Linked DNA regions of Mus musculus: regions 1 and 3 are each linked to region 2. Evidence: chromatin contacts called from public HiChIP or PLAC-seq and promoter capture Hi-C data. All regions are on one chromosome and are shown on one strand. Each heading gives the region's core, a stretch centred on a gene start, on an enhancer-like site or on the middle of the called end of the contact. The rest is flanking DNA. Distances are from core to core; before and after follow the strand shown.

Region 1 (3,003 bases), core at 305-2,804, 1.2 Mb after region 2:
TTATTTATTTATTTATTATATGTAAGTACACTGTAGCTGTCTTCAGACACACCAGAAGAGGGCATCAGATCTCATTAAGGATGGTTGTGAGCCACCATGTGGTTGCTAGGATTTGAACTCAGGACCTTTGGAAGAGCGGTCAGTGCTCTTAACCGCCGAGCCATCTCTCCAGCCCCGACCAAGTCAATTCTTATAAAGGACAACATTTAATTGGGGCTGGCTTACAGGTTCAGAGGTTCAGTCCATTATCACCAAGGTGGGAGCATAGCAGCATCCAGGCAGATGTGGGGCTGGAGGAGCTGAGAGTTCCACCACTTGTTCCAAAGGCAGCCAGGAGGAGACTGGCTTCCAGGGAGCTAGGATGAGGGCCTTAAAGCACACACCCACAGTGACACACCTACTCCAATAGGGCCACACCTTCTAATAGTGCCACTCCCTGGGCTGAGCATATACAACCCATCGCACCTTGCAAACCTGTAATACAATACTATAATCAGGATGTTAATGTCCGCGTGTGACCCTGATGTCTTTCTGAGGTTTCTATGGCTTTATTGGTATTGGCGTATGTTTATTTTCTTACAGTCCTAAGTTTGGGGTTCTGCCCCCCCCCCCCCCAGCCAAGAAGCAGAACAATTTGTCCTGTTGCATTTGGAGCACTGTGATCCACATTTTTAGTAGGGGTGTTTCTCAAGATGTGTGTGACACAGCTTCCAGGGCTTTTGTAATCATAGGAGCAGGGCTGCCAATAGGATACAGGAGTGGCCACCGCAAGCAACTCTCCTGTGTTCTTTAAAATGGCTCAGTGAGCAGAGGTAAAAGGACATATTTAATTCCCAATCGATCGAAAATATTTCAATCTGTAATCTGTTACTGTTACTCAGGCTGGCCTGGAACTCACTGTAGAGCCCAGGCTGGACTCAAACTTAAGGAACTTCCTGCCTTAGCATGGGAAAGAGTGTGGAGAAGATACCACTGGCGAGTCACTGCCCGTACAGGGAAGCTTCTAGTAAGAGGGTCATGGAGGCTGGGCCTGGGTGGGAAGGTGCAGGAACTCTAAAAAGGAGCCTAACGGTTCTTAGAGGCAATGGGGCGAGCCATTTAGGTCTTGTGTCAAGGCTGCAACGGCTAACAGGTGTCACAGAGTTGTACTGAAGGTTGATTATGGGGTTCTGAGGGCACCTCTAGAAGAGTTCGAGTTTCCTCCAGGACTGAGGTACAAGGACTATCAGGGTTGTGCTCAGACACTATTGTTTTTTTAGTCTTAAGACTTCCTAGTTCATCTTTATGCAGCTTCATGTGAGATTTCAGCTTGCCAATGTTCTATTCTGACTTCACTCTAATTTACAATACACACATACTTACATCCCTTCCTATTACAGGTTTCTGAGCTCCAGAGCTACAACAGCCAGGGGCCAAGGCATCTAGCTAGTTAGCACACCAATACAAAGCAAGGAGGCTCCGCTAGCCCAACCCAGAGCCTCCCAGTTCTCCCAGTCCGAGGGCGTGACCTTCAGTGCCGGAGGGCGTGGCATAGTGTGTCAGGGGTGGGCCCCCGATCTCAGCGGGCGTGGCTTCCCCGTGCGCAGCCTCCTCGCGTGTCCGTCCGGCCCTATCGAGCCTCCGGCGCTCGACTGCTGGTGTCTGGCGGAGACAGCATGGCGGCGGGGGCGGCCGAGGCAGGCGAGGCAGCCGTGGCAGTGGTGGAAGTCGGCTCTGCCCAGCAGTTTGAAGAGCTACTGCGCCTCAAAACCAAGTACGCGGGGGCGGCGAGAGGGCCCGGGGACCAGAGGGCGGCGGGCCGGGGGGTCACGGGACTTGGGGGCGGCTTCCCAACGCGGCACGTCCGGAGCTGAGCTCGTGGTCCAACGGCGGCCCTACTTGGGCCGCGGCGGTAGCCCCTCCTAGGGAAGCGGCCCGCGGCGGCCCGCGTGCACAATGGACCTGCCCTCCGGAGACCCGCATGTGGCGCCTCCTGAAGGAAGCCTTGGCTGGCGACCAGCCTGCAGGCCCAGCTAGGGTCCCGGGCTTTCCTGAACCACCAGCCGGCTAAGGGAGGGTCTGCGGCGGCCGGGTGCGCGCGCCTCGCCTTTGGCCAAGCCTTCCTGAGGCCAGCCCTGGGGATGCGTGGGAAACCAGGACCTCGGCGCTCTAGGATGCTGCCCTGCCTTGATCTGCATGCAGAGTGGTGAGGGAGGGGTTTCAGGGCCCACTGCCGGGGATCCCCAACCTCTCCTTAGCCCCTTATGTGCTTGTAATCCTGGGGCAAGTTTCCTAACCTCCCCTTCGGCTTCCTCCCGGGTGAATGGACCGGTTCTGTTAAAGCTCTGTTTTGTGGTTGGCGTACCGGAAGCTCTCTCCACTAATGTGGGGGCCTTGGTATCCTCACTGAGCAGAGTGGGCAGGTGGCAGATTGACTGGCTGACATCTGCTACTCCATACAGTATGGAGGAGAATTACAATAGCTCATTCAGAGGCTGGCAGTGTAGCTAGTGCTTAATACACAAGAAACCCTGAGTTCAACTTCTAGCACCGAAAACAACAACTCATCTTCATCAACAACAAAACCAGTCCTTTCCAACCCTTTCGCATTTCAGGTTTACTTGATTTTAAATTTTTTTCCCCCCAAAGAAAAGAAAAAGGGAGAATGAGAGTAACATTAAGTAGAAGCTGACTTCTGATGGATCCAGCCAGGTCGTTTACCAGGCGTTTCGGAGGACGTCAGAGATGGCCTCCTGAAGTGATGAGGGCTTGTGTGGACATGTCCTGAAAAGCTTGAACTTAAATCGTCTGAGAAGATTCTTTTATGTGTGTGTGTTTCACATGCTTAGTTTGTCTTTATGTTTCATGTGTTAAACAGGCCTTAGTGGGTAAAAGTTAGCATGCCATTTATTCTGCAAGTTCAAGGTCAGTTTGATCTTCATAGTGAGTTTCAGGCTAGCCAGAGGTATATAAGGAGACCCTATTGTAAAAAATCAGGAAACAAACATTTCTTTCCTCTCAAGG
Region 2 (3,012 bases), core at 303-2,802:
CTTCTGCTGGCTTGTAGCTGAGAATGACCTTAAACTTATATTCCTTCTGCCTCTCCCCTCCCAAGTGCTGAGATCACAGCCATGAGCCACCATGCCCCATTTCTGTGGTACTGGAAGTGGAAGCCTGGCCCGAGCACACCAGGCAAGCACTAGACCATTTGAGCTGCATCTTCAGCCTTGGTACTTAGCTTGTCTAAGCCTAACATTTCCCATCCATGAAGTGAGAGGCAATCACCATTTCTTTGGAAGGTTGAGTGAGACAAAGAATCAATTCAAATGATCGTTTTTTTTCTGTCAGATGCTGTGGGTCTATGTCGATTACCCTCAAACTTTTCTGCACCCGACTCCAGGCCACCTGTAAAACACTATTTTCCCGTCATTTAATTATATCAGTAAAAGCGGAAAAGCCACACATCAGAAAGCCAGAGGTGTCGTGGGGCTTTGTGTCACTCACAATACACAACATAGACAGTTTTTGTTTTAAATTTCTAGCAGGGCCTGTTGGCATATATCTTTAATCCCAGCATGGGAGCAGAGGCAGGCAGATCTTTGCAAGTTCCATGCCAGTCTGATCTACATAATCAGTTTCAGGCCAGTCATGGCTTCATAGTAAGACCTGGTCTCAAAAAAAAAAAAAAAAAAAAAAAAAAAAAAAAAAAACAGAGGGAGAAAAAAAGTTGAATTTCTAAGTAAATTCAGTAATTGCTGGTTATCTTCCTCATTAAGTAAATTCTGGTGGGCATTGAAATGGAAACTAGGCACCTGAGTGGTAGGGCCTTGTCAAAAAATGAGCTGTTAAAATCACATGCAGGGCAAAGAACAAGCACGAAACTTGTGCTTCTCGTCCAAAATGGCTTGAGCATGCCCAGTTGCGAACATCCCTGGTATGTCTCTAACAATGCAATAATTCAGACAATACTTCGGGACTGTGCAATGCTCAATGAGCCAACTGGGGTGCTGAACTAAGGAGAGGGGGAACAGGAGGCCATGGGCCTTGCATGATTCAGGTAGGGGTGAAGCTGTGAGGCGTGAGATGTTTGCTAAGCACCTTAGCAGAGTGGAAACAAAGCCCCAGATACTGAGAGAAACTCCCTCCTGGAGGCTGCGAAATCAGATGAGATGAAATAGCTGGAGTCATACAAAGGCATCCAGCCAAAGGAAGGCTGCATTACAAAAGTATCTTTATGCAAGTGCATATGACAGCCGCATGAATACCAAATGAATTCATTATGATTGCTGCTATTTCCATGAATACCGGCGGAATGTGTAATGGCTGGACTCTTACCATGTTACCAGTTTCTTGAAGAAGAAGAAGAAAAAAAAAACCAAATAATGAGAAAAATTAATCTCATTACATGCTGAAGAGGTCACCTTTCAGGAAGTGTTTGGAAATATGTCCATGTTGCCACAGGGTATCTTCAGCTATGACGTCAGCTCATTTATTCCCTCCAGCTTTGTCTGGGACCCATTTCCATTGCAAAGCACCCTCAGCTGTGCCCAGCAGAGCAAGGGCCACATCTGCCATCTGAACAGGCAGGGGGGTTCTTTATGCAGATCCTCACTGCCTGGATTTCTTGCCATTGGAAGGGGTGCCTCTCCCTGAAGGTGGATCTCTGAAGGAGGCAGGCCAGGCCTTCCAGCAAAGCTTTCTTTGCCTGGTGTGGTTGTCTATCTCTCCAGGGGACAGCAAGTGACCGGCACAGAGGTGAGGCATGACACGTGGCATGGCGCTGGCTGGGCCCTGGAAGAGGATGCTCCAAAGCCTGCTTCCTTCCCCCAGGAGCTGTGTTTTTCAGTAGCACTTCAGCCAGTGGGCTTGTCGGTTGTTTGTTGTTGTGATAAAATACTCAGGCCAAAAGTGACTTGTGGAGGAAAGGGTTATTTGGTTTCTATGTCCAGATTATGGTCCACCTCGAAGGAAGTCAGGGAAGGAACTCAAGCAAGAACTATGGCGGAACCTTATTTGTTGGCTCACTCTCTGGCTTATGTCAGCTAGCTTTCTTATACAACCCAGCACCTCTTGCCTAGAGATGGTACAGCCCAGAGTGGGCTGGGCCTTCCCACATCAATCAGTAATCAAAATAGTAGCTCACAGGCCAATCTGATCTGGGCAATTCTTCAACTGAGCTACCTTCTTCACAGGTGGTTCTGGAGTGTATCAAGTGGAGCATTAAAGGTAAGGAATGTAGCTGCCTCATATGGAGAACTGAGTGCTCAGATGTGTGCCCATGTATGGTCACATGGCAGAGAGAGAGAGAGAGAAAGAGAGAGGAAGAAAAAGGAGGAGGGAAAGGAGGAAGAGGAAGAGGGAGGAAGAGGAGAGAGACAGAGAGTGGAAAGAAAGGGAAGGGAGGGAGGAGGAAGGAAGGGAAGGAGAAAGAGGAGATAGAGAGAGACAAAGATAGGAGTGGAGGGAGGGAGAAGGAGGGAGAGAGTAGAGAGAGGGAAGGAGGGAGGGGGAGGAAAGGGGAAGAGGGAGGGAAGGAGAGAAAGACAGAGAGAAAGACAGGGAAAGACTTTTTGGCTGTACATAGACTCTGTTTAGTTTCTTCTGGTTACATGGGAGAAAGGACAATGAGTGAGAACAAGTTGGAAGGGGTCACCATCCAAAAGCAGAAGTGTTGTCAGAAAGATCTAATTTCAACAGTGAAAAGGAAAGGAAAAGGCAGGCAGAGAAACTGTCCAGCCTGTGAAACATCCGAGACACACTGGGTACTAGTGACAAGAGTCTGGGGCCCTTGGGCATTTCTTTTTAAGGAGATGAGAGGCTCCTTACATGACTAGAACTTGCCAGTACCTATGTTCCCAGCCTCATCACCTGTCTGTCTCACCAGACTGCTCCATGTAGCCACCCACATCTCATAGCACCACAACCCTCTTGCCTTCAGGATCGAAAAACTCCAGGGGTTAGTCCTGTGTGATCAGAGGATGCCATGCTGAGGGGGAGGCGAGGGATGGAGAGACAGGTGGTAGGTTGCAATCCATGGGTGCCCACGATCTTCACTAATCAAT
Region 3 (3,310 bases), core at 488-2,987, 1.0 Mb after region 2:
GAGTCCAAACTCCTTTCTACTCTCGAAGGTCCTTTCCTTTCTAAACCGTGCACAGGCAGTAAGTTATGCTCGGCTTATGCAGCTACCCTCATCCCAATAATTAACATTAATTTGCAAAACTGAAAAAAGTCCCTTAAAAGTGCTGTTCTGCAGGCGCCCTTATCGATCCTCCTTTTACTTTCTACTTCAAGCCCCACCGGTTAATCATGTGAAGTGCCATCGACTTATCGATCGTTTATGTTTTGTTTTCCTTCTATGCCATGAGAAGATTTCGTGTTTACACCCATGTCATTTTAATCTCAAAATCTTTATGTCCTGAAACCATCGAGGGAAGGGAGAGCCAGCGCTCAGGGCGAAAGGGCAGTCAGCAAGCAGTGGTACTCACCATTGCTGTACAGTAGCTGCAGCTTGTAGTGAATGCCGTTGTTGGTTTTCTCGTTGTTCGGCTCCTGAAAGCAACGATAAATAATTGCATTTAGCGTGGCCGCGTCTGGCGCGGTCACCGCGCTCGGTCCCCCTCCAGGACCGAGGCCCCTCGGCCTCACACGCTGCAGGCAGGATTCCTGGCTCGCAGCTACGCGGTGATGTCACTTTTCCTGCCGCAAGCCCAGCGTTCCCCCTCGCCCCCAGTGAGTCCGAGGGCACAGAGAAGTTGTTCGGCCCTTGGCGGGGCCTGTGCGACCGCACGTGGCGGCGGGGTCGCCCGGCGGAGCGCTCCCGCCACCGAGGGGGGCACTCGGACCCCATGCGCGGGCACCAACTGCCCCCTACTCCTGGAGAGGGAGGGTGCGATCGCCGGTGTACACTTACTTTCTCTTTCTCCACAAAGTCCACAAAAGCGGTCCTTTCGATCTCCACCGGCTGCCCCTGCCTGTCGTAGAGCGCCAGCACGAAGTGGAAGAAATTGGATTTCCGGAGGTTGGAAGGAGGCTGCTTCTCGAAGTGCGCCCGCGCCAGCCCCACGCCGCTGCAGGAGGAAAGGGACAGCGGCCCGGTGAGCAGCGCGGCGCTGGCCGGAGGAGGGGGCCGGGCCGGGCCGGGGCCAAGGCGCGCGGGGGCGGCCGGTACGTACCTCTGGGCGGCCGTGTTGGCGTCCACCACGCCTGCCGTGTGCATCCACGAGCGCACCGGGTTCATGCCGCTGCCCAGCGGCTCCTCCTTCATGGTCGTCCCCCCGCGCGGAATATTCTCCTGAATCCCAAACATGAACACTGCTGGCGGCGGCCGCGACTCCCGGCCGAAAGCGCGTCCGCGGTCGGCGGCGCTCGGGGCTCGGCGGCAGGAGGCTGCCCTGGCCGCCCTGGCCCTGCTCGGCGCCTGCGGTGCGGCCCGCCGCCGGCTTCAGCCCGTCCCGGGCAGGCGCCGCATACACCGGCGGCCGGGCGCTGCGGACGGCCGGGGACGCGGGCGGGCTGCACCGGTGGCGACGCGACGCTTCGGAGGAGCAGGGCGCGGTGGACGCGGTGGCCGCGGCGGCGCTTGTTGTTGTTGTTGTTTGCAGGCGCGCTCAACGTGGTGTCATCCTAGCCAGGCGGCGTCCGCGGCTGCAGGACACTGCGGGATCGCCCGCTTCTGGCGCGGCCCGCCTGCTCCAAAGACAAATAAACGGGGCAGTGAGTGCCGCGGCGCAGTCCCGGGCGCAGGCGGGGCGCGGCGGGGCCTGGAGCGGCGCGCGCAGCGGACGGAGGCGCACAAAACTCAGCCCTCTCTCCCCGAGGAATGGACCCTTTCCCGGGAGCCAAAACTCGAAGCCCCCGGGAGCGGCGCTGTCAGAGGGTGACGTCGGGGGGCGGCGCCTGCGCCATATATGGGAGCGGCCGCCCCTCGCCGCGCCCCTCGCCGCCGCCGCCGCCGCGCTCGCCGACTGACTGCCTGACGGCGCCGCGAGCCGGCCCGAGCCCCGCGAGCCCAGCGAGCCCCGCCGCCTCCGAGCGCCACCGAGCGCCACCACCGCCCCCGGCCACGCGCCACGGCTCCACAAGCCCAGCCGCGGCCGAGGAAGTTACCACCCGCTCAAATAAATCTCGCAAAGAAGCGAGCGCAGCCAGTGCATAAGTGCTGCTTGGCCCGTTATACCTGCCCACAAGACCTGCCACACAGTCAAAACACCGTGGGTCGGAGGAGGAGCGCCCCAAGTCGCCCACACGCATGCAATAAATACCAGGGCAGCACTGGCTCTGGGGTGTCCCAAAGAGAACAGCAGGAAGAGGCTGGAAAGGCGCGCGGGAGGAGATTCCAGGAGAGGGAGGGACAACAAGGGGCTGGGAGAAGAGGGTACCTAATGCCCCTTCTAGGGATCCACACTCCCTGCCGCCACCAGGGCAAGAGGCGCAGCTCAGTCTGATTTCTAGGCAGACCTAAGGCTGCTGAAGGGCCAGTGTGCCCACATCTGAGCCCCGCTGGGTGTCCCATGCTTTCTACCCCGGCAAAGCCTGCTGAATACAGGGCCGGGGTCCACGTCGGAGACAGGTTCCTCCAGATGCCCCCTCTCCCTCCGGTGGCCACAGGAGTTTCGGGTCCCTGGCCTGTTCTTGGGTGCGGCAGTGACAAAGAAGGCTGGGCCCTCTCTGGGCCGACGGAAAGAGCGCTCAGCCTCTCCGGCGACCCGGAGCTGGTGTCCAGCCTGTTACATGGTCCGTGCGGTGGCCAGATCTCCCCACCTCCAACCGCCTGAAAAGCAGAGCAGACACTGCGGGCGCCAGGGACCCTGCCCTCTGCGCCTCCCAGCCTGGGTGAGCGCGCGCCCTGCGGCTTCCCGACCTGGTTTCGAGGAACCGGGAGGGCAGCTGGGAGCCGGCAGCGCGTGGGCTCGGAGGCCCAGCTCGGGAGGCCCGGATTCGGTTCCCAGGCGCTCGGCCCACCCAAAGGAGATCTGTGCGACGCGCGACAGAGGCCCAAGGGACGACCTGGAGATGTCCCAGGCTCTTTCCTGCCACGAGAAATAAGGCCCTTCTGGTTTTAAAAGAAGAAGAAAAAGAAAAGGTTTCTGGGCGCAAGTGTCGCAGGGCAGCCTCTTCCCGCCGGGCCTGGGGTAGCTCTTCCTTTTTTTGTGAATTGGTGGTGTGTGTGCGTTAATATTTTAATTAATCGGGAAAATCGAAGTCCGATTTACGTTATCTGGGGACCCCCCACACGCTACTTGGAAGGGGTGAGAGAAAAGATGTGCTGGAAAGCAATCTATTTTGCTGGTGTTGGGGGTTAATGACTATTGCCAAAGATAAGTGAATTATCAAAGCTGTTGCGCCAGTCCCATCTCAAAATCCATTACGGGGCCGGCCGTCTAATTAAATACGTAAGTATAATAAAATCA

Evidence for each region. Promoter capture Hi-C pulls out the DNA fragments that hold promoters and counts their contacts. HiChIP or PLAC-seq counts read pairs in DNA pulled down with a chosen protein or histone mark.
Region 1: a contact with region 2 is called in a promoter capture Hi-C map of hippocampal neurons, with 3 times the contacts expected there. The contact joins the promoter of Glrx3 here to the promoter of C030029H02Rik in region 2. A contact is called at or near these places in 1 of 39 promoter capture datasets (hippocampal neurons) and 1 of 115 datasets of contacts at active chromatin or transcription factors (embryonic forebrain).
Region 3: an H3K4me3 HiChIP or PLAC-seq map of forebrain shows a contact between it and region 2, with 6 times the contacts expected there. The contact joins the promoter of Ebf3 here to the promoter of C030029H02Rik in region 2. A contact is called at or near these places in 3 of 39 promoter capture datasets (embryonic stem cells, hippocampal neurons and liver), 2 of 484 Hi-C or Micro-C datasets (embryonic retina and olfactory sensory neurons), 9 of 115 datasets of contacts at active chromatin or transcription factors (differentiating embryonic stem cells, embryonic forebrain, embryonic hindbrain and 5 more) and 1 of 9 other capture datasets (embryonic stem cells).

The regions. Positions count from the first base shown.
Region 1 is chr7:137,436,019-137,439,021 of GRCm38.p6, forward strand. It overlaps Glrx3 (glutaredoxin 3), which reads left to right and starts at 1,555. Exons shown (of 11, transcript NM_023140.5): 1 at 1,555-1,753. The coding sequence starts at 1,656.
Region 2 is chr7:136,266,772-136,269,783 of GRCm38.p6, forward strand. It overlaps C030029H02Rik (RIKEN cDNA C030029H02 gene), which reads left to right and starts at 1,553. Exons shown (of 4, transcript NR_102277.1): 1 at 1,553-1,705.
Region 3 is chr7:137,312,708-137,316,017 of GRCm38.p6, forward strand. Ebf3 (early B cell factor 3) reads right to left here and starts at 1,738. Exons shown (of 16, transcript NM_001113414.1): 1 at 1,073-1,738; 2 at 811-967; 3 at 386-449. The coding sequence starts at 1,206.